Linked DNA regions of Mus musculus: all the other regions are linked to region 2. Evidence: chromatin contacts called from public Hi-C and HiChIP or PLAC-seq data. All regions are on one chromosome and are shown on one strand. Each heading gives the region's core, a stretch centred on a gene start, on an enhancer-like site or on the middle of the called end of the contact. The rest is flanking DNA. Distances are from core to core; before and after follow the strand shown.

Region 1 (3,713 bases), core at 624-3,123, 190 kb before region 2:
TGTGTCTTGGGTAGCTGTGCAATGTATACATAGATAGCATGGCCTGTTTTACACAATGGTCCTGAAGAAGCATCTGCCCTCAGCACAAGCCATAACTATTATCTCTATATAGATGAAGTGTGGTGAACCAGAGTCCTATGAGCCTGGTAATGAGATATTAGACTTACAGCGCCCACACACCACACACATGTAATACTGACCTACACACCAAGTGCATATACACGCAGGCATGCATTTACATATGTATGAACAAGTACATACATACCTTCACAAGCTCACATGTACAAAATGTACTTCAACACACCTAGCTTGTGTAGGTCTAGCTGTTTCCTCCCTGCTACCTTCCCTGGGAGCCAAGGAACCGTTTGGACCATGCTGGGCCACATCGAGGGTCTGAGCTCAAGGCCTTGACTACTTTTCTGTTATTTATGTTGTAGTGTCATCTGAGCATGACATGATCATCACCACTGAGAGGCACAGTCACCATGGCTGCCCTCAGCCAGAAAAAAAAAAAAATAAGCAAAGCAGCCCAACAATGGCTAGATGTGTGGTAGTGGTGGTGAGGCCATTAACACATCCTCATGATAAAAGTAGAATCACAGAACCCTTACCGGAGGTTCCAGCCACCATTTTCTTATGCCCTGGGCTTCACATGGTTATGTGTATGTGTTTAAGTTTATAGGAGGTGGAAGGTTGAGCCATTATATCTGGCTTAGATTTTGTTCTTTTGTTTGTAAAGGTAGGATTTCTTTGTATAGCCCAGGTTGGCCTGGCACTCACTCTGTAGACCAGGCTGGCCTGGAAGTCAGAGACCTGTCTGCCTCCCCAGTGCTGCAATTAAGGAATTTGCCACTTATGTTCTTAGTAAGCTTCCTGTCCCCTGCATTTGGCCACTACGTTAGCCTGCAGAGGGCAGGTATGAGTTCTGGAACATCCTGGTATACATAAGAGCCTTTCTCACAAAAACAGAAATGCCATGTTATGAAGCTAGGTGGGGTGTCTATAATTCCAGAACTCAGGAGGCTGAATCGAGTTCCAGGCTAAATTAGGCTATGATGTGAAAGTCTATCTCAAATAACAATATCAGGCTGTGGTTAAGTGACTTAAGGCTACGTTTTTTGTTTCTCTCTTTACACAAAGCTCTAAACCTGTGAAAGAAACTCCAACAGTGGATGGAGAAAGGGATCCACTGTCCCTTGAGGTCCCAACTGTATGGATCTGAATTTGATAAAATGCCTCACGGTAAGTTTCGATGCAGGTACGTTTGATTTGACCTCAATAAAACATTGACTTTTGGCCAATTTGAAAGTCAAACGAGCCGGGCGGCGATGGCTCACATCTTTTGATCCACTCGGGGGGGCAGAAGCAGGCGGATCTTAGAGTTGGAAGCCAGCTAGCTCCAGGGCAGCCAGGGCTACACAGAGAAACCCAGTCTCTTAAAAAATAAATAAACAAACAAGTAAATAAAAATAAAAAGCCCAAGCAAAACCGTCAAAAGGCCAATGAGGAAGGAATTAGTGACACAGGGCGGCCCAAAGTGAACACAAAACTAAAACCCGCCGGCTACTAAATACATTGATTTGACCAGAACTGCTTGCCCAAGTCTATTTTAAACCACGGGTCGGAGTTCGAGTTGACAGAAGCCACGGGAAGTCCCTTGTTCCCGGGCTTGGTCGAGACCGTGGACGCCCTAGAATCCCGCTGGAGATAGCGCAGCCCGGATCCATCTGCGCTGCCCTGCCGCACTGCCCACGCAGAGGCAACCCTGCAAACCTGGCGCTCAGCCGAAGGTTTAGACAGACCGGAAAAGAAGCCTCGCCTCGGGCTCGCGCACAGAGGCGGAAGTACCGCCTCGGAGGCCTCCCATGAGCCCTTGCAAAGCGCGACGTAGCCGGAAGCTGCTGGCGGCTGGTGGGGGGATCTGAGCGCCTAGTCCAGCTTGGCACCTCGGCCGGACCCGACCTCCTGGGGGCAGCAGGTGAGTTTGCGGCCAGGACACCGGGCATCCGCGGACCCTCAGTTCCTTGCCCTTCCGGCTCTCAGATCACCCAGTTCCTGGCCCTGTAATCCTCGATTCTGCAGCCCTAGGCCCCTGGTCCCCCAATACCGTGACTGTCCGACGCCCCCGGTCTTCAGCCCTGACTTACTCCCCGGTGCCTCCCGCGTACCTCCCATTTCCCAGCTTCCTGGCCCCGGGTTCTCCAGTCCTTCGACCCGTGACGTTTTTGTTCCTCGGACCCCAAACTCCAGGATCCCAGTGTGCGGCCGTCCAGACCCCCCCTCCCCTGCCTCCCGGCCTGTGAGCTTTACCGCCCTTCAGCCTAGCGGTTGCAGGGACCTACGTGGCCCCTCAGCGCTCTGGTCCCGAGCAGTCTTGGACGCAGACTGGTTCTGCACTGCCCACTTTGTCGGGAAAGGGCCTCAGCCCTTCACTTCGAAAGAAGATTCTGTCCAGAGGTGCCGGTAAGCCAGGTTTTCTAACCTCAGTTTGTTTGATTTTTCCCTTCTTGGTCTCTGAAGTGAGTCCTCTGCGGAAGGAGGAAAAACAAAACATCTCAACAACAGACCCCCACAGGATCAAGCTTCTAAACTTTTTCTCAATTGTACCTGGCAATAGAATATACTGTATTTGCACTCTTAAGGCACCCACAAGTCAGAAGTAATATACACTGTTCCATAGCTGTGCAATGTTTAGAGCATTGAAGCCCTAACTATAGTTCTGGACGAGGTGATGATCTGATATCGTCTGTTCTTCAGAGTGAAGAAGCATAACTTAGACATGGGTTCTTTGTGTTCTCTGAACGGTTTTTGGTCACCCATACTGTGTAGCCTTAGGGCCAAGCTATGTCCCTAGATGTCCCCTTTGACCTCAGATGTACATCACGTCCCATTTAAGAAGCAAATGTTCTCTAGTGTGACATGTAGCTCACTAAAGTTTGAAATCCTTATTTGCTTCATTATCTACTAGGTATGTCTGCCTGAAGGAAGAGTATTTTGTTGTTTTTTTTTTCATTTCAGCTATTAAGAATTCTTAAGGGTGGGTGATATGGATACCAGGTAGGGGTGCTTGCCACAAAGCCTGACTACCTGAGTTTGATCCTGGTACTCACTTGGAGGAAGGAGATACTCAGCTCCCACCTTCTAGGCTTCTAGGCATGCACTTGTGAGCCCACCCAAGAAAGAAATCTTAAAAAAAAAAAAAAAAGGATTCTTGAGGCCTTCTTTAGGCTGGTTAAACTGAGAGATACTTATTTTCATGTTATTAAGCAACATTTAAGATGATTAATTTGAGCAGGGAAGTAAGTGGTGGAGCATGCCTTTGTTCCCCGCACTTGGGAGGCAGAGGCAGGCAGATTTCTGAGTTCGAGGCTAGCCTGGTCTACAGAGTGAGTTCCAGGACAGCCAGGGCTACACAGAAAAACCCTGTCTTGAAAAAACAAAAAACCCCAGACCAAACCCTAACTTCTCTCCAATATCCAAAGTTTACCACACAGGAAGAGTTTCTTAAATCCAAACCAAGTCAGGCATGGTGGCACCACCTTTGATCCCAGCACTTGGGAGGCAGAGGCAGGCAGATCTCTGTGAGTTTTGGGCCAGCCTGGTCTGCACAGTGAGCTATGTGTAGAGACCCTGTCTCAGGCCCGTAGCTGAGAATGTCCTTCTGCTTGGTTTTACTCAGAGATCCAGAGTTGCCTTAGGAGATGCTGGCTTCT
Region 2 (3,373 bases), core at 856-3,355:
GAGAAAGTGGAGCTGGCAAGCCTGCTGCCCATCAATCAGCTATTAATAGCATCCTTGAGCCCTGGCTGTTGCCAGACAAGCGAGGACAGCACCACATCCAGCCCAGCTTCAGCCCTGGGGAACAAGAGGATAAGGCTTGAGGGTCTCCTGGCACTGGCCCACTGAGGCCGAGTCCAGAGCCTTCGGATGGGCCTGGGGAGGGCACAAGTTCCCCCTCCCTCAGTATGAGACAAATCTAGCAACATTCTCAGAGGGAGACTGCTCTGTTCACCCCTCCCATCACCAGGCACCCATATCCCCTGCACTGAAGGAGGTAAACTGAGCAATGGCAGCACCAGGCCCACAGTGCTCACCTCTGCTGCCTCCTTCTCAAACTTCTCGATGGTCCGCTTGTCGATGCCACCACACTTGTAGATGAGGTGGCCTGTCGTGGTGGACTTGCCTGAGTCCACGTGGCCAATGACCACAATGTTGATGTGTGTCTTCTCCTTGCCCATTCTGCCTGGGTGAGGGAGGGGCTGGCACTGTGGGGGCTCTGGTTTGGGGTTGAGGGTATATGCTGGGCAGGAACTCTGTGGAGTCAGGGACGAGGGAAACAAGTGATTAAGGGGCCCAAAGAGAGTCCAGCAGAGGTACCCGCGCCATTCTTGTATTGTTTGGGAGCTTGCCCTGACCCAGTCTTCTCCTGAGCCAGAATAGGGAAGAACGACACCCCCCCCCAACCCTGTCCTAACCCCATTCAGCCACATTTCATTCATAAGCCACCTGTTTCTCTACCCTATACCTTAGCCCAAATGCTCCGTTAGTGTGTAAGTGTTTGGGAAGGTGATTTGGAGGCAAATTCCTTAGGGAAGGGTTAATCAGGTCTGGACATCACAGAGCAGCAGACTGAGTGAAGCTCTGGAGCAGCCAGGAGCCCTGTGATGAGTCACTGTGCCCAGCTCTAGGGTGCATTGTCCTTCCTGTCCTCGATGCCACCCCCCCCTTCACACACACACACACACACACACACACACACCAGGGAGGGACACTGCCCTACCCCCATCTGCTGCCACCATGAAGAGAAGGCCAGCACTCCTCAGCCCCTCCACGGGCAAGGGCGCCATCTTCCTCCCTCTGCCCACAGGCTGGCAGAGGAGACAGCTGGATGGTACCCAGGCATAGGCCCAGAATAGCTCAGGCCCTCCCCACAGGCAAGGGGCAGCCATGAGGGCCGAGAGGTGAATGTCCTGTTCTAGCCAGAGAAATAAAAATCCCACCTGGCCCAGCTCAGCAAGTGCCCTCAGAGATGCCCTGACCCTCTCCCCTACTATCCAGTCCAGGTCCTGTGTCTCAGTACCCGCGCATCTCAGAGGTCAACCGAGAAGCTCAGGCCTGTTGGGGTGGGGGGTGCATCCGAGGGTGGGAGCCACATAGGACGCGATAGGGGTCCTCAGATTTCACCACCTCCCCCGCCCTACTCTGACAAATCACGGACATCCCCAGGGCCCCAAACCACCGCGCCAGCACTTTCACCGACCAGCCTGTCAAGCCCAGCAGAGCCCAGACAAGCCCCAAGGTCAAGGTGACAGCATGATGGCAGGTTTCAGGAGAAGGCCCCCCTCCACTGTCACAATTGCCTAAGGGACTCACTACCCGACTGCCACGGGGACCCACCATGCCCAGTCTAGAGACAGCCTCCCTCCACCCCCAGCCCAGGGGTGCAGCCCAGCTAGGTGCCGCATATTCCCCTCTTCCCCGGGCTGGGTTCCCAGAGAAGCGAACCCTGATTGAAAACCTAAGCAAGGGTCTCAGACCGGGATGTGCGTCCTTACCCAGAGCCGAGGACTCAGTCAGAAGGACTGGTGGCGCCGGCGCCGGCGGTTTTATCTCTCCAGGAGGGGGTCCACCTATTGACGGTGCCGGCGCAATGCACTGCGCCCCTGCAGTACGGCAATGCGGTACCGGAGGGGGGAGGCGGGCGCCGAGCGGCTGGCAGATGGGATGCGAAAGATGCGTGGACGCAGGGGCCGCGCACCCACGGACGCGGGCCGGCGTAATGAGGATCCGAGAGGACGCAGCTGCAATGATGCACCGGAGCGAGGGAGAGAACCAGTGAGCGAGAACGCAGACCAGGAGAGAAAAACAGGCAAAAGGGCGGTGCAGCGCGCAGAGGTGGGGGCAGGGAAACAGAGCCAGGAAAGGAGGGGCAGGGATGGAGAGAAGCGAAAGAAACAGTAGAGAGAACTGGGGTAGCAGAGACAGTGGTTGCTGGAGAGCAGGGGGGAAAAAAAAGGTACATCCAACATAAAGATGTCCCCAGGAAGGTGGAACACAATAGGGAACCAGCAAGTAGACTAGGAGAGAAGAGGCCCAAGCCCAGGTCAAGATCCCTGCAAGCCTTGATGTGGGCATCCATTGCTGGCCCTGCTCATGGTTGAGTCCCGGTGAACATGAAGCTCAGTTTCCAGAGGTTTTCCACGATCCCCACCACCCCTAGCACAAGTGCTTACTCACATGGACCCTACATGACAGGCCCTTGAGGCAATCAGCCAGTCCAGCCCGCAGCCCAACCTTCTTATGAAGCCCTGGAAAGAGGTTTTTGTCTACCTATTCCCTTAGGTGTAGGGAATTTACAAAGCCCGTTCTCAGATGGTCTTAGCTAAGGTCACCAAGAACATCCAAACAGGGTTCAGATCCCCACTCTCCTTCAGGCTCCATTGGTAGGAAGCAGGGAGCCCTTGAGATTTCTAGAAAGATTAGGATATCCCAAATAGACCTTAAGGGGGTTGTGGCCACCGTGTATCACCAGGGGCTTCTTCAGAGGTGCCTATCTTGTCATTTGACCCAGACATTCCCGTTTTCCAATACTGCCACCTGTCCTAACCCAACCAGTCTTTGTGGTTGCAAGTAGGAAGCAAAGGTTCCTTGAGTATTTATGCTGACTGACAGCAGGCCTGTGCCTATTCCTTCTACCCTGGTGTAGAGTAGATCTAGACATAGAAGGCCCAGGTCAGGGCCCAGCACCTCCTACTGAGAGCGCCTGTTAGGGGACCCTGGAGATGGGTGCCCAATTAGGGCAGCTATCAAGTATGAAGAGAGAGTAAGGTGAAGCCTAATGAGGGTCTGTCTAGCAGAGGGCAGCCAGAGGCTAGGCAGGGCTCTCAGATGACTTGGCACTTTTGAAGACTGCTGAGACCGTCAACTGGGAGCCAGGAATTAAAAATAAACGCCTGGCAAGACATTAGCATTTACTCCACCCACTTGTCCAACTCATCTCTCCCTGAATGCCTTCCTTCTTGCATGGAGATGACTGGGCCTGGTTTCGAAATCAGGAGGTAGAGTGGGCTCAATAATGAGGTCCAAAACCCAGCATCTTTGTGAATAGCTATTA
Region 3 (3,528 bases), core at 335-2,834, 160 kb after region 2:
TAAGCAAGAGGAAGACGCTTCCCCAGGGCTGATGGAAAGGGGGCCAGGTCTGGCTATAGTACAAAGGTAAGGTTTGAGCCACGGTTTTGGAGCTGGTGCTTAAAGTGTCTTTTACACATGTGGGCCCCTCCTTGGCTGGTACTGAAAATCTCTGGCCTTAAGGGGCGGCTTCAGGGAGGGACCGTGTGATGGGTGGAGTTTGTACCTGGGGCCAAAGCCAGGGAGAACCATGCATTGACCTATTTGACCGAGATCAGCCTTCTGGGCTGAGAGAAGGTAAGGCAGCAAGACCATGAGGCTCTTAGAGGAAACCAAGGTCAGGAGGTGGGTGTCATGCGTCCTGCAGTCTCAGGCACCCAGAAGAAAAAAAAAAAAAAAAAAAAACCCTGCTGAGACTAGGGACTGGGCGGGGCTGTCCAGCTTTAGCCTCTCAGGTCAAGAGTGGAGCCGCCGCAACCATGCAGGGACCTAGTACACTGCTAGTGTCCTTTCCTCCGCCTCGGTTCGACCCTCTATGCAGTCTGAGGTGTGGGAGGCTTCCTATGAAAGCAGACCCCACCCATACCCCGGAAAGGTTTGGAAATGCAGTAGCCTCTCCACTTATACCCAGTGGCGCAAAGGGCGGAGGTTCTTCTGGCTGGAGCCGGTGGCCCTAGCATCGCAGAGGGTGGTCCCCCTGTACAACGGTCACAGTGGGGAATGGAGGCGAGGAAGCCTCGCTTGTCGCAGGCTCCAGTCTCTCTCCGCGCGGTTGAGAGGTCCCCTCCTGTGTCCCTGCGCCCCTCCCCCATTTCTCAGGGACCAAGGTCCAGGCTTCTATGGAGGGTTCCACCTCCCCCTCAGCCCCCTACGAAGACTCAATGACACTGAAACCCAAGGTAGCTGGAGCCTTAGGGGACCTGCTAGCCGAACTGCAGGCACTCTTGTTCGCAGGCATAGAATCCGCAAAGCCGCTCTGCGGCAGTTGCACCTTGGCCCCGCACCCCAGCGCCTGAAGGGGTAATGCCCCGGGGAGCCCGGTTTCATTCAACCCTGTCTAGGGCGCGGCTCCTACCCCGCGTCCAGTAGCATCTCCTCCGCACTTGAGTCCCCTTCCACCCCTTAAGAACTCTGGACCCCCCTTCTTGCAGGGCCAGCCCAGCCTCGCCTTGCACAAGGTCCGACACAGGAAAACGGAGCCAGTAACTTGCTACTGCATCAGGCGAGGCCTCTGCTTAGACAATGGCCTCTGGTAAGACCCACTGCGGTCCCATGATCCCCTAGGCTCCCGAGCCCTACCAGATACGGTGCTGGCCATGGTGCTGGCGGCGGCTGGGGCTTCGGAGGCCGGAGGGATGCGGGCGGTGTCTGGGAGCTGCAGTCTGCGAATGCTGCAATGCTGTGGAGGGGAGGGAGGAAGGGCGGGCGCGGCAAGAGGGGGAGGGAGCGAGGGATGGATGGAGGAGTGGGGGTGGAAGGAAGGGGAGGGGAGAGGAAGAAAGAGAGGAAAGGAGAGAGGAAGGGCGGGAGGGAGGGAGAAGGAGAGAGAAGAGGGAGAGAGAGACAGATCCGACAGACAGTGGACGAACAAACGCTGGCAGCAACTATCAAAGACAAGACAGTGGGAGGAGATGGAGGGAGAGAAGTAAAACGATGCAGTAAGAGGCCTATATTTCATCTGCCGCAGCCATGGATGACACTCCTGTAATATGGCTTTGTGTATCTTAGAGAATGTGGAGATAAGACTCATTCCCCAGAATAGGCACGGAAGGAGAAGGGCCAGAGTATGGGCTTGTCTCATAGTCAGGGTGGGTGACAGAGGCTGCTAGAGGGTGGATGACTTCTAAGCCCCTGTTAAGTACTGAAAGGAAGGGATTCACTGGTTTGCAAAGGGTGACACTGTCCTACAAGAATATCTGGGGTAACTCTGTCCAGAGAGTGAGCAGGTTCTGGTTAAATAAGGGTGTGGTAAGGCCTATGACTGGGATTTGATGTGACCTTGAGTCAGGTTCTAGCACCAGCTCTCACATTCTCTATCTGATGGAGAAAGAGTTCCTAACCTCTCTGGGCCTTTGCTTCTTTGGTATAAGATGGAGCCATAGTGTCAGACTCCAGAAGACAGAAGAGAGATTTGCTAGGGTTGAGTGTATACATGCATATGTGTTCTATTTTCATCCCTGGAGTAATAAAATGTTTTGGTCAAGGGCTGGGAATGGTAGTACATATCTTTCATTCCAGTACTTGAGAGACAGAAGCAAGAGGATCTCTGTGAGTTCTAGGCCAGCCAAGACTACATAGTGAGACCCCGACGGGAAATAAGCTTCATCAATGCAACATGAGGGGAAGAATTTATTTCATTTTACAGGTTACAACCCATCATTGAGGGAAGTCAAGGCAGGAACTTGAAATCAGGTCTGCTTGCTAAGCCATAAAGCATTACCTCTGACCAAGAAACCTAGTCACTTTTACGGAAATGTAGCAGGAACCACGGAGAAGTGCTGCTCTCTGGCTCACAAACAGGCTTATGTTTCTCTGGCCTTCCTAAATAGTTTAGGTAAGCCGGGTGGTGGTGGTGCACACCTTTAAGCCCAGCACTTGGGAGGCAGAGGCAGGTGGATTTCTGAGTTCGAGGCCAGCCTGGTCTACAGAGTGAGTTCCAAGACAGCCAGGGCTACACAGAGAAACCCTGTCTCAAAAAAAAAAAAAAAAAAGTTTAGGTAACAAGCTGCCTAGGAGTGTACTGCCCAGCAATGAACAATCAAGACAGTCCCCCCAAAGACATGGGCACAGGTAAATTTTGATCCAGGAAATTCCTCAGTTGAAATCCCTTTCTTGTGTGACTCTAGGCTGTGCTAAGGTGACATTAAGGCTTACTGGGACAAGTAGGGAGCACATGATTTGCCTTTCCTGACAAGACAGCCTAATATCTAATGGGCTATCTCATCCACTTTTGAGATGGAGTCACTGAAATCTAGACAAAAATGGCTTGTTTCACAAACATTTAACTCATAAGGCTAGAAGTAAAATTCTGAAAATCCTCCAAGACTTTAGGAAGAGGAGGCAGCTTACAAAGGCAAAAGTCAGGGGCAAACCTAAGGACCAGGTGTACATGGAGCCATCCTATTAGCATTGCATATAACCTTGCACCTAGTAATGTATACCTGAGCCTGGGCCTATGTATCTGACAGTTGGGATTAAATTGCATTGTGTGGATTAAAAGACATAGAAAGGGAATATCCAGTGGGCCCAAATAAATAGGAGCCCCCCTTTCCCTAAAGATTTGTTTTATTCTCTCTCTCTTCCTGTGTGTGTGTGTGTGTGTGTGTGTGTGTGTGTGTATACAGGTGCCTGTGGAGGCCAAAAGGGACATCAAATCACTTGAAGTTGTAGTTAAAGGTGGTTGTATTCTGTCCAGTGTAGATGCTGGGAACTGAACTCTGGTCCTCTTCAAGAGCAACAAATGCTCTTGACCAGTGAGCTTTTTCTCCAACCCTAACAGGAGCACTTTCAAAGCAGGATAGACCTTACTATGGAGTCAAGTGGCAAAGA

Evidence for each region. A called contact is a pair of places that touch in the nucleus more often than the background predicts. HiChIP or PLAC-seq counts read pairs in DNA pulled down with a chosen protein or histone mark.
Region 1: a contact with region 2 is called in a Hi-C map of cortical neurons, with 2.4 times the contacts expected there. The contact joins the promoter of Arfgap1 here to the promoter of Eef1a2 in region 2. A contact is called at or near these places in 1 of 39 promoter capture datasets (liver), 2 of 484 Hi-C or Micro-C datasets (cortical neurons and nephron progenitors), 6 of 115 datasets of contacts at active chromatin or transcription factors (bone marrow-derived macrophages, embryonic stem cells and microglia) and 2 of 9 other capture datasets (adipose tissue and macrophages).
Region 3: a contact with region 2 is called in an H3K4me3 HiChIP or PLAC-seq map of forebrain, with 2.9 times the contacts expected there. The contact joins the promoter of Stmn3 here to the promoter of Eef1a2 in region 2. A contact is called at or near these places in 12 of 39 promoter capture datasets (the 3T3-L1 cell line, the HPC-7 cell line, Sertoli cells and 7 more), 5 of 484 Hi-C or Micro-C datasets (the N1E-115 cell line, bone marrow-derived macrophages, cerebral cortex and 2 more), 18 of 115 datasets of contacts at active chromatin or transcription factors (the 230-238 cell line, the SCID.adh cell line, SST interneurons and 11 more) and 4 of 9 other capture datasets (adipose tissue, liver, macrophages and 1 more).

The regions. Positions count from the first base shown.
Region 1 is chr2:180,965,352-180,969,064 of GRCm38.p6, forward strand. It overlaps Arfgap1 (ADP-ribosylation factor GTPase activating protein 1), which reads left to right and starts at 1,874. Exons shown (of 14, transcript NM_145760.3): 1 at 1,874-1,978; 2 at 2,251-2,463.
Region 2 is chr2:181,154,910-181,158,282 of GRCm38.p6, forward strand. It overlaps Eef1a2 (eukaryotic translation elongation factor 1 alpha 2), which reads right to left and starts at 2,106. Exons shown (of 8, transcript NM_007906.3): 1 at 1,815-2,106; 2 at 354-572. The coding sequence starts at 497.
Region 3 is chr2:181,312,916-181,316,443 of GRCm38.p6, forward strand. Stmn3 (stathmin-like 3) reads right to left here and starts at 1,585. Exons shown (of 5, transcript NM_009133.3): 1 at 1,279-1,585. The coding sequence starts at 1,297.